Regions from separate parts of the Sus scrofa genome. Here regions 2, 3 and 4 are each linked to region 1. The links are chromatin contacts, called in public Hi-C and promoter capture Hi-C maps. All regions are on one chromosome and are shown on one strand. The core of a region is the stretch at or near the end of the contact, and the rest is flanking DNA. Distances in the headings are between cores, read along the strand shown.

Evidence for each region. Promoter capture Hi-C pulls out the DNA fragments that hold promoters and counts their contacts. A called contact is a pair of places that touch in the nucleus more often than the background predicts.
Region 2: a Hi-C map of embryonic fibroblasts shows a contact between it and region 1, with 2.3 times the contacts expected there. The contact joins the enhancer-like site here to the promoter of ZNF182 in region 1. A contact is called at or near these places in 1 of 5 promoter capture datasets (fetal liver), 2 of 47 Hi-C or Micro-C datasets (embryonic fibroblasts and epiblast stem cells) and 1 of 2 datasets of contacts at active chromatin or transcription factors (skeletal muscle).
Region 3: a promoter capture Hi-C map of liver shows a contact between it and region 1, with 2.7 times the contacts expected there. The contact joins the promoter of ARAF here to the promoter of ZNF182 in region 1. A contact is called at or near these places in 2 of 5 promoter capture datasets (fetal liver and liver) and 1 of 2 datasets of contacts at active chromatin or transcription factors (alveolar macrophages).
Region 4: a contact with region 1 is called in a promoter capture Hi-C map of fetal liver, with 4 times the contacts expected there. The contact joins the promoter of ELK1 here to the promoter of ZNF182 in region 1. A contact is called at or near these places in 1 of 5 promoter capture datasets (fetal liver) and 1 of 2 datasets of contacts at active chromatin or transcription factors (alveolar macrophages).

The regions. Positions count from the first base shown.
Region 1 is chrX:42,471,503-42,475,230 of Sscrofa11.1, reverse strand. ZNF182 (zinc finger protein 182) reads left to right here and starts at 1,923. Exons shown (of 4, transcript XM_013990885.2): 1 at 1,923-2,474; 2 at 3,367-3,425. The coding sequence starts at 3,411.
Region 2 is chrX:42,044,589-42,048,316 of Sscrofa11.1, reverse strand. No RefSeq gene overlaps it. Among named protein-coding and RNA genes, the nearest start is that of ARAF, 32 kb to the left of the region's middle. Within about 2 kb of position 1,681, at least 51 of the 83 cell types and tissues checked have an H3K27ac peak or open chromatin away from gene starts, as enhancers often do. A contact at or near this core is called in embryonic fibroblasts, fetal liver and skeletal muscle, where this site is marked.
Region 3 is chrX:42,076,092-42,079,819 of Sscrofa11.1, reverse strand. It overlaps ARAF (A-Raf proto-oncogene, serine/threonine kinase), which reads right to left and starts at 1,618. Exons shown (of 16, transcript NM_214329.1): 1 at 1,568-1,618; 2 at 115-269. The coding sequence starts at 210.
Region 4 is chrX:42,172,930-42,176,657 of Sscrofa11.1, reverse strand. It overlaps ELK1 (ETS domain-containing protein Elk-1), which reads left to right and starts at 1,694. Exons shown (of 6, transcript XM_013990888.2): 1 at 1,694-1,892. UXT (protein UXT) reads left to right here. Exons shown (of 7, transcript XM_003135055.5): 6 at 144-207; 7 at 421-516. The coding sequence ends at 471.

The DNA of each region.
Region 1 (3,728 bases), core at 674-3,173:
GGCTGGGGATTGAAACTGAAACCTCATGTATCCTAGTTGGATTCGTTTCTGCTGCGCCAAGACAGGAACTCCCCATGCGACTCTCATTCCATCACACTCTGCCTCAGATTTACCACTTTTTGCTCACATTGGGCCCCATTTCTCTCACTTTACTCGCTTTGGGCAACGTGTCCCTCCTCCCCTCTCCCCTGGCCTCACAATTACTCACCGTCTCCCATTCTCACTCTGTCCAATGTTACCTCCATTTACATACACGCTTCAGCTCATTCACCTGGGCTGATGCCTACTGGGATCTCTGCACATTCCAGGCAATGCCTTGCATTACCCCCATCTAATCCCATTCTGTCCTTCATGCACCTCTGGTCAATCTCCTCCTTCACAGTATCCCCACTCAAACAAACGAGACTCGATTCAAGTATTCACATTCAACCACGTGTTCATTTCCCTTCCCTTGTGTTCTGTCCCTTGTGCCCCCCCTTCTTCCTTCAGTGCCTCACATCTCACATTACCTTCGTTCACTTCTACTTTCCCCCTAAATTTGCCTCTCTTTACTCATACTGTACCCCCTAAACCATCATTCATTTACACTCTAATCCTTAGTACTCATACCAACTTGCACACTAATGCTTTATCAACCTCATTCACATTCGCCAACTTTCATTGCCCCAATCAACTCACAATCTGCTCCCATTTCCACTTTTTGCCATTTAGACTGTGCCTCATTTCCCCATCATTTACTCAGTCTCATTCATAATCTTATTAATTCAAAATCAAATGCATTGGAATTCCCTGGTAGCCTCGTGGTTAGGTATCCAGCATTGTCACTGCTGTGGCTTGGATCACCGCTGTGGCACAGGTTTGCTCTCTGGCCGGGGAACTTCTGCATGCCACAGGCACTCAAAAAAAAAAAAAAAAAATCAAATGCATAGTCATTTACTCACTCTGCTCCACACTCCCCACATTCACTCCACTCTACTGCTCATTCACCTCCCTGACATCACCCTTTGTCTCTCCCCAATTTGTCCTTCATGCACCGTTATTCACCTGCCCCCCCATCCCATGTGTCTCCCATTTAGTGACACATTGGCCAAGACAGAAAAGTCTGCTGTATCATTGAGGAGTCAGTTTGGCTGCACATACCAACACCACCCTAAATGCCAATGGCTTCAAGAGGATGGAAGGGGATTCCTCTCTTGGAGGCAGGAAGTTCGAGGCTAGAGTGGCCCTCCACCACAAATCTCTGCTTCAGATATTTGTGTGGCTGGTTCCTTTTGGTCAGCGTAACTGTCACCCCTGACAAAAGGAGATTGTCCCTGCTCATCCTGAGAAAACAACCTGTCAGCCACTACTTAACACATCCCCATCATCCCAGGGTGTGTGTGTGTGTGTGTGTCCATCCTCTAAGTCGCCGTTTATTTATTCTTCAGCCTCTTGTTTGTCTGCACACCGTCCTTCAAAAGCTAGGCTGTAAACTTCCAGCCTTAGCCACTGGATGGAGCTAGTGAACTAAGAAGCCAACCTCCTAGCCTTTGTGCTTGTAGAGCAATTCTACCATGCACCCCCATTTCCTATTCAATTACACCTGCGAACCCGAAGCTGCCCTCGCCCTCCAGGTTCAAAAGATCAAATTTCCGCCCGCTAGCATTTTCCTTAATTGGGCACGTCTCCTTCCCGCCGTAAGGAAACAGGTTTTTGGAGTCTTAGGAATGACGGCCTCCACCGATCAAAGTAAACACCTGTTCTACACCAGCACCCGCAAGGGGAAGACACGCAGTGGGCGCGGCCATCGCTTCAGAACAGTGACGTCACCGGAGCGGCCATCTTCCCTCTGCGCCTGCGCTGCTGCCCCACCGCGTTCGCGTCGGGCGAGAGCGAGGTGGGTGTGCCCCCATGTTGACTATTGGCGGACGCAGGCTCAAAGCCCCCACTGAGCTTGCGCATACCCGGTCGCTGCAGCGCTGTGGCTGCGGAGCCCGAGTTGTCCCAAAGCGGAAGTGCTTCTCGGGGCCAGTTCTTGTAACGGTCTCCTCTGCAGCGAGCAGAAAATCTGTTGTCGAGAGAGAGGTTGAGGGGGCGAGTGGTAGGAGTGATGGGCTGAGTGATGGGGAGTTCTGGGGGAACAATGCAGCCGGTTTGTAGGGGTCGTGGACGTGGGAGGTTGTGGGATTAGTGATGGTGGACCGAGAGGTCAGCGAATGAGGATCTGTGGGTTCCGTGGCAGACAAAGTTAGGGGGCTAGTCAGGGTTGAATGGTGCTTATTAAACGTTGACTTTTACACATTTTCCAGCACAGTGACCTGCGCTAAGGGTTCATTCGCACCCCTCAAGCTCCTCCTTAGGCGTCCCCGCCTCTCCCTCTGTCCCTTTCCCTTTGCCCAAGCCCCGAGGTAGGGGCCTGGTGTGAATGCTCCAGCTGAAGTGAATCTGCACCCGAAGGCTTCCTTCTGGCTCCTGGGCAAGACGGCCCCAGTGAGGTGAGGAGAAGCAAGAAGAGGCACCTGAGAGAACTCACCTGAGAGCTTGGGGCTCGGGAGGGCTGGGCAGGATCTGGTGGTGTGGGGTCTGGGGGCGGGGATGGGGCTTAAAACGCATGGGAATAATAGTTGTAAAGTTCAGTTTCTTTTGACATTTAACAAATAACACATTCGAATTATAGATTGATTAGAAAATAGAGGAAAAGAAAATTCAAAGGAACTAATTTTATCCCCTCTTACATTTAAATGTCCGTTCTTAGACATTTGTAGTGTGTATAAGGGGCGTGCATTTTTAAACATTTAACATACGGTTTTCAAATGGGTTCCTGCAGTTTTATAACCTGCCCTTTTTTTATTTAGAAGTTACTGTGATTCAGCCTAAAAGTTTATTCTCTAACGTTTAAAAACCTTGTAATTTAGATGTATGTACAGAAAAGTACACAGATAATTGTACGGTACCATACTTTTTTTTTTAATAACCACATAGAATTTAATCCCTTGTATTTCCTTGTTAATCCCATGTTATGGGTCATTTAGGATTGTTTAAATTTGGCATCGTTAAAAGTCAATGCTGAGATGAAGGTACTTCAGAGAAATTATGACACATTATTTCATAATGGAAAATACCTAGAAATACAACTTGTGAGTCAGAACACAAGTATTTTTAGAAAAAAAAAACAAAACCCTTTTGTGTTAGATGGTCACATGAGGAAAAGACTCAAGTATACACAAGTGGTTGTTAAAACCACATGTCCAAACTGTGGAGGTTGCCCAAACTTACACAGAGAGGCCTCACACCCAGTTGGTGTGAGAGGATTTCTAGGCAGATAATTCTGGGCATTGGAAGCCTGATGGAGTCTCTCATATGCTCTACACTTCTCCACTCTTCTAGCTCAATCCTCACACATCTCTGACTTTTCCCAAGAAGAGCAGGAAATGGCCGAACCCCAGGTAAGTATGTTGTCTGTTCCTTCTGTTCTGCCCTGGACGCGATGAGCACTGTAGGACTCTCAGACGTAGAATAGGAAATTATTTGCAAATAAGCATTAAAATCAGGGGTAATGAGAGCCAGCAGCAAGGCCAAATTTGAATGTAGACGCAAAAAAGACTTAGGGCGGAACTGCTAGTTACGCATTATAACATTAGTTGAGTTGCAAATTTCTCTTTGAGCCTCTGGCAGCCAGAGGTAATCTGGCTCCCTTAACTCAGGAGGGAGAGAACACACAAAGTCAAGTCATCTGGCAAGTAAAACTT
Region 2 (3,728 bases), core at 432-2,931, 430 kb after region 1:
TCCTTCCTTTTATGGCAGCACCTGTGACAAGTCTAAGTTCCCAGACTAGAGGTCAAATCAGAGCTACAACTGAGGCCTACGCCACAGCCACAGCAACACCGGACCTGAGTTGCACCTTCGATCCATGCCACAGCTTGCAGCAACACTGGCTCCTTAACCCACTGAACGAGGCCAGGGATCGAACTCATCCTCACAGAGACAATGTCGGGTTCTCAACCCACTGAGCCACAATGGGAACTCCTATAGTGTGAGATTTAACCTTATTTTTTTTTCAACCAGTGATCACCCTGTTGATATATGGCACACACAGGGCAGGATAGGTGTGGATCAATTTCCGGCTGGGCCCTTGGGATGCCAGCCCAGCAAAGGTAGATGAGCAGTGACTCAAACGGCCTCCGTGTAGGTGGATGGGGTGGAAACTCATCTTCCCCCTCCGTCTGCTGACAGCTTCCCAGCAATATTAGGGCACAGACTGGCATCATTCCTTACTTCTGTAAGCTCACTTGCCTGCTGGGTCCTGCTGACACCAAAGGTGAGGGGAATGAGGAATCCTGATTAGAACTAACCGGTACTGCTTTGTTTCGACTGTGGGGCGGAGGCTCAGTTCACTTCCTCCTGCTGAGGGGTGGGGTGGAACATCAGCTCCCTGCTCTCCTGCTGAAACATGGGGAGTGTGTGGAGGGTGTTGGTTTTTCCATTGGTGTCTGGCTGGGTAGGGCTGATGTTATCTAAAGGCTTTTCTGTTAGGCCACCCTTTGCCCTGACCTTTGGCTAAAGGAAACAGACTTTCCCTGTAGATTTTTTTTTTTTTTTTTTTGGTCTGTGCCTGTTGGCAGTTCCAGATTTGAAGCTGCTGGAGCCCCTTGATTTATGAGCAGCAATAAGGAAGCTGAGCATCGCCCCCATGCAAATATACTGTTTTGCTCCAATAAAATACTTGGAAAGCTGGAAAAAAAAAAAAAAGATGCTGAGGATATTCACTGCTGTGTTATTCCTCAAGTCCTGAGGTCCGTAGACCATCTGCCTTCTTTCCACCTTCCAGAGTCTTCCTAGCTTGTTCTGTGCAGGAGGGTTTAGTTGTAAGAGGGGGGACTTGGGAGGAACGGGCTACTCCGTTCTGACCGAAACAGGAAGTCCTTATTATTTATTTGGGGGCTCAAACTCTCCAAATTTGACCCCTTCAAGCTGGCCTCCTGTATCATTCTGATATATCCCCGTTATTCTCAGAGCAATTCATTGCTTTCTGGTGCGAGATGGGCCAAGCTCGTCTTGTTCTTTCTCCCTGCTCCAGCCATAGAATAAACCACTTCTCCAAAGGGCCCTGTATCCTTCACCAGGGGTACAGTGCTATTTAGAAACCATTAATGATGGGAGCTAGCAGGTAATTTCCTTATCCCTCTGGGGCTCCAACACGCAGCTTTTCCTGAATGAAGATGTGTGAAGAGCAAGGTAAGATGCGCCTCTGATCACAGTAAATGCTTCTTTTGCATCACCTGAGGTCCCCACCCGGCGCTCCAGTCACCCTGGCATCGGTCGCTACGAAGGTTTGGATTTGGCTTTGCAGGGTGAGCTTGCACTTGGCCAATTGCGGACAAAGCTTGCGGGCTGAACCAATGAACGCCTGAGTTTGCCGCGGACTGGGCGGAGCTTAAGTGATGAGCAAGGAGACCGCTCGCGGGATTGGTGCATTCCTGTTTCGCCGGCTCTGGGAGCTCGCAGTCTTGTCAAGTCACTGCCGGGTATTGGGCCCGGAGGGAGCGAACTGGGAGCCGCCTGGAACCGGCTCCCGCCGGGGGCGCTCTGTCGCCCTCTCTAGCATCTTCCCCTCTCTTGGTCCCTCTGCTCTCCTTCTCTCCCAGCCTCTCGATCTCAGGCATCTCTGCAGGCAGTTAGTCCCCAGCCCCTCCTTTCCAGGTCGCCTTCCCCGATTCCCCGCCCTGTCGAGACCAGGGGCGCCTCTCATTGGTGTGGCTGGCGCCCTGGCAACTGGCTGGGGCGCGTCGAGCTGGGCCGCCTGGGAGGCACCTTCTTGGCACGCGTTCCCTTGGCAACAGGGACGGGGTTTGTGGGGATCTGTAGCGAGATGCGGGAACGGTGAGGGACTCCTTGTCCTTTAGTTATTAAACAGGAGAGTATTGAGGGCTTACTAAGTGCCCCGGCCATGTAAGCAGCGGATACAAGTCTGGTCCTTTAAAACTTCATGAAATCTTAAGTAATTACCCACGTTTTCTATTCTTTTTTTTTTAAGCTTTATTGAGGTATAATTGATATATAAAGAAATGCACCTTTTTTTTGGGGGGGGGGTCTTTTTATGGCCCACCTGGGGCATATAGGGGTCGAATGGGAGCAGTAGCCACCGGCCTACGCTACAGCCACAGCAGCGCGGGATCCGAGCCGAGTCTTCGACCTACACCACAGCTCAAGGCAACGCCAGATCCCTAACCCACTGAGAGAGGCCAGGGATCGAACCCGCAACCTCATGGTTCCTAGTTGGATTTGTTAACCACTGCGCCACGACGGGAACTCCCCAACCCCCAAATTTTCCACTTGCCCCCTTTTAATCACTCCCTTCTGCGCCTCCCTGTCCCCACAACCCTCCAGGCAACCACTGACCTGTTTTCTGTCACCATAGCTTAGATTTTCTAGAATTTTTTATAAATGGAATCATACAATATAAACCCTTTTTTTTGGTAACTTCTTTCATGCAGCAGTATCATTTTGCGACTTCTCAGTGTCCTATATCTCGGTATGAATTCCTTTGTATTGCTGAGTCTGTATTCCATTGTCTGGCCCAGTTTGTTTATTCATTCACCTAGCCTTTGGGGTCATTTCCAGGTTGGGCTGTTACAAATAAAGTTGCTGTGAACATCTGTGTGCCAAATGATAGGTCATACTTTTATTGCTCTGATCATTCTTGTGAGTTAACCTATAAGACTTAGCATTTGAAGGACAATAGCTAGTTTATTTATAACATCTATTTAAAAACCATTTTTTTTTTTTTTTTTTTGCTTTTTAGGGCTGAAGCCATGGCATATGGAAGTTCCCAGGCTAGGGGTGTGGGATGAGTTTAAATGAGGTCACGAAGGTGGGCTCTAATCCCATACATATATATACACACATACACACATATATACACACATACATAAATATATATATATATATATAGAAAGATCTTGTCACCTTATATTCCAGTCCTCTCCACTCCCTTCCCCATCTTTCTCCTCTGGTACTAGCACCCAAATAACCCTAAAAGGGAGGTGCTCCTAACCCGGAAGTTGAATTCTTTCCCCCCCCCCCATATTCCAAGAAACAGCAAGACTTGTCCATTTTACAGCCACGAATGAATTGTGCCCTAGTCCCTCCTTTTCATCTATCCCTCCCCAGCTCTAGTTCAAGTCCTAGGCACCTAACCTATCCTCTCCCTCTGTTCTGGGTTGAATTCTGCCCCTCAAAACTTAAACATATCAGTCCTAACGCGCAGAGCCTCAGAATGTGACCTTATTGGCAGATAGGGTCTTTACGGAGGTCATCAAGTTTAAATGAGGTCATGAAGGTGGGCTATAATCCCATATGATGTCCCTATTAGAAAAGGGTCCTTGGAGTTCCCGTTGTGGCGCAGTGCAAATGAATCCGACTAGGAACCATGAGGTTGCGGGTTCGATCCCTGGCCTCGCTCCGTGGGTTAAGGATCCAGTGTGGACGTGAGCTGTGGTGTAGGTTGCAGATGC
Region 3 (3,728 bases), core at 369-2,868, 400 kb after region 1:
GGGGTCCCCAGCCCTCGGCAAAGGCGTGCTCCCAGCCCCTGTCACCTTTCTGATCCACGATGTCCAACCGGGTCCCTGCCCACCCCTGGCCAGCTTTGCTCCCGTCAGACTCACCACCGTGCGCTGCTTGTTGGGCAGGTACACTTTGACGGTGCCCACTGCCCGGGACGGCTCGGCCCCGTTGGCAGGGGGGCCCCGTGGTGGCTCCATGGAGCCTAGGACTTTGTCAAGACGGGCTCAGGTGGGGCTGGGCAGGTGCCATGGGGCTCCTGGAAGACAGAGGCGGAATGCAGTGGTCCGGGAACAATTGTTAGGAAGCAAAGTGGCAGAGGACAAAAAAACATTCAGTCCCCAGGCTCCACGTCTCCCCCTGTAGCCTAATACCCACACAGCTCAAGGGATCCAGTTCTTCCTCGGCCCAGCCCCTCCTGTTGTTTGTCTCACCCTTAAGTGCCAAGGTCTCCATTTCACTGCATAGGGCGGGGTGGGGTGGGGGTTAGGACATAAAGAGAGGCAGCACACACTGTCCTGGAGGCCACAGGAGCACACGAAGTCTCTGGGCTGGGGACTAACGGGGAAGTCAGCATGCACTGCACTGGGGCGTGTCAGGTACATAATGGACATGAACAGGCTGTCCTGGCTTTCTCATGGAGGAGGGGTTACCAGATACTGTGGGGTGGGAGGAGTCACAGACAGGGTGCCCTGAGTTTGGGGGAAAGGGGCATTGCACCAAACAATGTTCTTAAGGGCGCCGGGGGCACCCCAAAGCCCTTGGGGTGTAATGATGGTAGACTCACGGACCCTGTGTTAGGTGGCAAATGGCAGTCAGCAGACTGTGATGGGGGGTTCACAGAGGCTCCGCAGACACAATGCTGAAGGGAGATGTGTTAGGGAATCACCAGGGACCGTAAAGGGGAGAAGAGCGGATAATGGGGGAAAGGAGGGACATGGAGCATCACCAGACCTGGTCGAGATGAGAGGTACAAGGGGGTAAAGTGGGGGTGGGGTGGAGGGCGCTCCAAACTCTCCCTGACAACGAAGGAAGGGCTCACAGACATACCACTGCTGCTACTGGAAGGAGGCTGGGAGTGGTTAAAGAGGAGTAAGGGGTGGGAGATCCTCAAACATTCTCCTAGTGGGTCGGACATTGATCCAGAATAAGAAAAGAGAGGAGTGAGCCCCGTCTTCATGCACTCCCCATTGCTGGTAAGAAAGTCTTCCCCTAACCTTAGAGAGATTAAGAAGGACTCCAAGCAAGACACACCACAACCCCAGCCCCATATACGGCCTGGCCCTGCCCACTGAGAGCCTTTCAGCTCTGCGCAGGCGCGCTGCTACACGCGACGGGCGAAACCATCCCCCGCAGCCTTGCACCCCTATTCCAGTCTACCCCCCCTCCCCGTGCTGTCGACGATGGTCTCGCCCCGGGTCAAACCACTCCTCCGGTTCCGGGCAGGGGGCGCCAAGGCCCGGGCGCAGCCATCCCGGAGCTGAGCTTTCGGTCCCGGCTCCTTACTCGTGCCCGGCGGTCGCTCCAGAAACCGAACCCTGCCGGGCCCGCCCTCACCTGTCACGCCGCTACAGCCGCCGCCGCCTCCATCTTGGGCCTCTCTTCTTGTTTCCTCACAGAGTCCGCCTCCACCGCCCCTCGGACTTTGGCCATTGGCTCCGCTGGACTCGGCCCTCCATTCTTATTGGATCAGGGTCACGCCTGTCAAGGCAGGACCCGCGGAATGTGGGTCGTGTTCCGGATTAGGAGGGGCTGCCTGAAACGTCAGGGTCTAGGGCAAATTCGCACGTCCGGGCTCGCGCAGGCGCAGTTGGGAAGAGACCTGCGTGCCATGGGCTTTAACCCCAATCGTGCCATGATGGAATAAAGCAGAGCTATTTTTGTGGGGAGGGGAGGGTCACTAGGGGCTAACTTTAGGAGTTTCCGAATCTGAACGGGGAATCCTCAAGGGCCCTTTTTCACTCCAGTGACCCTGTGCCCAACTACTCATTTGGGACTTTCCTGTGTCTCAGTTTTACCGTCTTTGAAATGGGTTGGAATCAGAAAAAAAAATCTCTGCAGCGTTTTCCGGTTCTAGGAGACTGTAATCATAACCTTTGATAAGAGTGGGTCTCTGGTGTGGCCAGGGCAGGGGGGTCTGGCCCTAGGAGTGAAGGCCTGCTTGCTGTTTGGGGAGGCTTCCTTTAGGAATGGAGTTGATAAGGATTTTCAAAGACTAATCAGGGATGGTCAGGTGAAGAGGGGAGGGAAGTGCGAACCTGAGATGAGGCATAACTGCAGGGAAGCGTGTGTACGGTAAACACAAAGTCTTTTTTTAAAGTTTACTTTTCCCTGGTGTCACAAGTGAAAGAGACTCGCCATCCTCCTTTTTCTTATTTTCTTTAGAAAACTCGTAAAATTTTTCTCTGTCCCTTGGAGAGGTCTGCGACTCTTTAAAAAAGCTAAATAGGCTTTCTGCCAGTTTTACAGTTCAGGAATGCTGTTCTTAAGGTCCTGGGAGCCAGGTCTTTGAAATGCAAAGGTAAACAGCGATTGGGCCTTATCTCCACCTGCGTAGGAATTTGACCTGGGCGGCTGGCTCCAAGTCATCACCTGCTTGTCAAAGAGATATGCGTTTTATTTTTCCTTTGCCTAAAGGCAGATGGCTACCCCAATTACCAGGTGAATTTGAGAGGAACTGTGTGTAGCGAGTGGTGCTGTCAAGTTCTGAAGACAAGTTATCATCTATCTTTAAGACCATGTAGGTCATGGGTTGTATCTGCCTGACTCTATGAAAGGAGGAGATTTCTTTCTCGGAAATCTCTTTAGTGAATTGCTTGTGATGCCCCTCACGGTCTGATTTAATGCTTATTCGATAATAAACCTATTCCGCTCTTCGCTACCTTTGTGGAGAGGATTTGCTGGGTTGGCATGCGATTTATTTGTAATGATTTCCCCAACAGTATGAACCGCCTGTTGTGTTTGAAGTGCATACCTTCTCCCATTAGGAGCCTCGGCATTCCTCTGCAACGCAATGGGAAAAGATCAAAGAAAGGGCATTAGGTGAGGGGGCCTCAACACACTTCAACTTGTATTTATTGAGGGTGTTCTCTGTCTATAAAGAGAAAGACAAAAGTACAGCTCAATGGGCTGTCATATTAACCTCCATTTCCCATGGCCCCTTGTCGGATCCTCACCATTCGATGGCTGAAATGTTAAAAACTGACAGGACCACCTATTGATGAGAATGTGGAGCAACGTAAATCTTCACCTGTTGCTCTTGGGAGTATAGAATGGTACATTCACATTGGAAACAGTTTGGCAGCTTCATAGAAAATAAAACATAGGCGTCCCCATTGTGGCTCAGCGGTAACGAACCCAACGAGGATCCATGAGAATGCGGGTTCCATCCCTGGCCTTGCTCAGTGGGTTAAGGATCTGGCATTGCCGTGAGCTGTGGTGTAGGTCACAGACACAGCTCAAATCTGGCTTTGCTGTGGCTGTGGTAGCTGCAGCTTTAATTTGACCCCTAGCCTGGGAACTTCCATATGCCTCACCTGCAGCCTGAAAAACAATAATAAAAAAAGTAAAACACAGACATACCATGGAATCCAGCAATCTCACTCCTAGGGATATACTCCCCCCAAATGCAAACATATGTCCAATGGTGTGCTGGTAAATGTTTACCAATTAGCTCTCCAATTTGTAGCTGTAGCGTTTGCCAGCTGTGGTGCAAATA
Region 4 (3,728 bases), core at 445-2,944, 300 kb after region 1:
GAGCAGGCCAGGTAGTAGGGGTCCCACCACCTGCCGTGTGGAAGTCATCCAGGACTTAGGCGGTTCTTGAAGCGGTGAGGGCACATCATCCTCACGGATCCTAAGTGGGGCCCACCTCGCCCTTTCTCGTTTCTTTTCTCCAGGCTCAGCGACAGCCTCACCAAGGACTCCATGAATATCAAGGCCCATATCCACATGTTGCTAGAGGTGAGAGCAGCTCACCCCACTCCCAGACTCTATCTCCAAATATTTAGGGTGGTGTCCTGAGGAAGGGAGAGAGCCAGAGATGGGAAGGGCCATCTTTCCCTCCAAATGAGTCAGACAGGAACCAGGCTGGCTCTGAGGGAAGGGAGTTCCAAGCAAGCCTGAGGTGGGGCCTGGACCCAGTCTCCGTTCAATCTCTTCTGTTCTCTTTTTCAGGGGCTTAGAGAACTACAAGGTCTGCAGAATTTCCCCGAGCCTCGCCACTGACTTCTTCCTACCTCCCTTGACATTAAAGAGCCTGAATGTCTTTGAGTCACGTGGCCCTTCTTTCCCCCATTAACTTCTGCTGTTGGCTAAAGTGCCGTTTCTAAAGCACAATGTTACTGGGAGGCGCAGAGATCCAGTCTGTGTAGAATCTTTAAAGCACCACTGAAGTGCCGCCTCCAGCCTGTTTCCTGGCAGAATGTGCCACCTGACTTTCCGCTCTGCCCTCTCTACCATCGCCTTGGCAACCTGGGCCCCCACCTGACCCTTCTTTCTATTTCCTTTCCTGTGCACTACTGCTTGAATTAACCATAGAGAACGGGCCGATTCAGGGTGGCGGTTTGTTCCCTAAGGCAATCAACCTTTCACTCCTGGCCCTAAAGTTTACCCTTCTCCCACACTCCAATCGTTCCTCAGGTAACTTAAATTACACCCACGCCCGTCTAGGCCCAACCTTGGCCTTGTCCCAGCTTCTAAATAGTTACAGCTCCAGCAATGGGCGCAGGGCCGATCTCGCCCGCCCTCCCTGGTCCGGTCCTCATTCTAGGCTGAATCCAGCTTCCGCCAATCGATACAGAGCCAGGTTCCACCCCTTTATTACTGGCTGCAGCTCGACCCTGCCCTTGTAGGCATTTCGTTTCCACCACTCAACACTCCTTCGCACGTCTGGCAGCTGTCCTGCCCTCCTTCCTCTGCTTCGTTCTAAATTCGTCTTTTCTAGCCAATCGCCACAGAGTTAGCCTGCCCGCCTCCGCAGATCCCTGGTCAGACCTCCTCCCAGCGGGGCTGCTAGCCTGTGTACTTCTATACAAGTCCTGCTTCCGCTGGGCTGCGTGGAGTTCGGCACCGCCCATTGGTGTTTTGGCAGCTGTCTAGGCGTCCATCGCCCGCCAATCAGCAGGAAGCAGAGCCTAACCACTTCTATCCTCGGAGGCTGGCCGTCTTCCATCAATCTCATATAGGCCAATCACTGCGAGGCAGGCACCCCCGGAACCTTGTCAATCGCCCACGGCCTAGCAGTCTCTCCTGAGCCAATCAGCGGTGAGCGTCGGCGGGGCCGAGCACGCCCCCTCGGAACCCAGGAGGCCGGCTGCGTTCCGTCAGTTCCCCTAGGGCCAATCCCAGCAAGGCCCTATGGGGCAGGGTCCGCCTCCCCAACCCTGGAAGCCGCGCGGTCGATCCGTGGCGCTTTGACCAATCAGCGAGCGGCTGAAAGCTCAGCTCCTCCTTTACGGGCCCACGTGAGCGGTGGGGAAACGCAGGGGCGGCTTCTAGGTGCTGCCGCCGCCGCCGCTGCCGCCGCCGCCGCCGCCGCCACCGCCGCCGCCACCGCCGCCTCGGATCCCGGGCCTGGGGGGCGGTGGGGCCGCGCATGGAGCCCCCGCCCCCCGGAGCTGCCAACACCACCGCAGCGCTACGCACAGGTGAGCCCGGGGCCTGGAGGGTTGAGGGCCCGGTCCCTGACCCCACGTATCCTTCCCGCCCCCGCGCCGGGGGATGTGGCTTGGCCCATGGCCTTCTGGTGTTCGGCTCCTCACTGCCACCGCCACGGCTGGTGGACCTGCCTGTGGCATCGTCCCGTCCCTTCGCCCCTTGTAGTGGATCTGACCGTGGCCTAATCCCCCCTTCCTGTTTTAAAATGGATCGGTCTTAGTGCTTGTATTTCTCCCCACCCCCCCTTACAGTAGACTCGTCCGTGGTCTTGCCCCCCAACCCCGGCTTGGAGGGTGCCGTTCTCTGGCAGCGTCTAACTCTTTGACAGTAGGTCCGTCTGAGTGTTTGTATTTCTCAGGTCCTCAAGTTTCAGCGGCCCCCGTCTGTGGCCTTGTTTTTCCCATCCCTACTCTTCCTTGTGAGTCACTCCGTGGCGTTGTACCCCCCCCCTTAACAGGGAGTTAACCTGTGAATTTGTATTCCTGCCTCCAGTCCCCCAGTGCATCAATCCATGGCTTTAACACACACACACACACACACACACACACACACCATTTTTACAGTGGATCAGTCTACATGCTTGTATTCATGTCCCCCTGCATATCAGCCCATCACCCTATCCTCCCTTTTTTGTAGACTGTCACTCCAGTGCCTGGGCTTCTCCCTTGCTTTGAATAGTGGGTTAGTTTAGACCTTTATATCTCCCCATTTCAGTAGCCCAGTCCCTGGCCTTGTCCCCTTCTCCTTATAATCAGTCTGTGTGATGGTTTTTCTCTCTTCCATTATCGTGCAGGAATCAGTGTGTTTCTCTGCTCTCCTTGCCCCTAGTAAATAAGATGAGCCTTTACACACACACATACACACACACACACACCCACCCACCCACCCCTTTGCAGTGGATCTGTTTATTGGACTTCCTGCCACCCATGTGCTTGCCTTTACACCCGTTGGGTACACCCTCGTGTGAGTCCAGTGCTATGCAGTCCCTCCAGGAGGGTTGGCCCTTGGGGTGGGTCAGTCTGTGGCCTTCCCTGCCACTCTCCCTCCTTCTTAGTAGTGGATCAGCCTGTGTGCTTGTTGAACCGAGGTCTTTTTTTACTCTAGAACACACCCCCCTCTTACACACTGTTAACCATTAAAACATCCCGCCTCACTCCAGGAAATGAATACATTAGCAGTAGCGATAATGCCTATAGACGCTACTGGTTATTGACCTCCTACTGGGTACCAGGCTGAATGCTTAATGTTAGCTCATTTCATCCACCCCCTGAGATAGGGACCGAGGAACGTTTGGCACAGGGAGGTTTAATTCCTTACTCAAAGGTGATGCCATAGGTACCAGGTTAGGTTGCCCCTCAGAGCATTTTTGAGACTTTCCTCTCACTCTTCATCCTACCCCCGCCCCCCCCCCAAGGCCTCTCTCCTTAAAAGCTAAATCACTCCCATCTCCAAGCCTTTTGTTTTTGCTGTGCCCTTGGCTTGCCGAGCTGTCTCCACCCCACACCTTGTCTCAAAACCCATCCACCCCCAATCCTAGCAGCTACACGACCTTAAATGGTTTAACCACGGTCTGTCCTCACTTGTTCCCTCATTTGTAAAATGGGGGACTCGGAGCTAGAACCCCCTCCAGCATAGAGCATGCCTGCCAGTAAGCTCTCTGGCCTTACCTCCTACCCACCCACACAGCCCCCCCCCATTCCGTTCCAGTCACACTGACCTCCTCACTCATCCTCACACATGCCAGGTGAGATCCAGCCTTTGCGTTGGCTATTTTTTTTCTGCCAGGAACACTCTATCCCCGTCTCTGCGTGGTTCTTTTCAGGGCT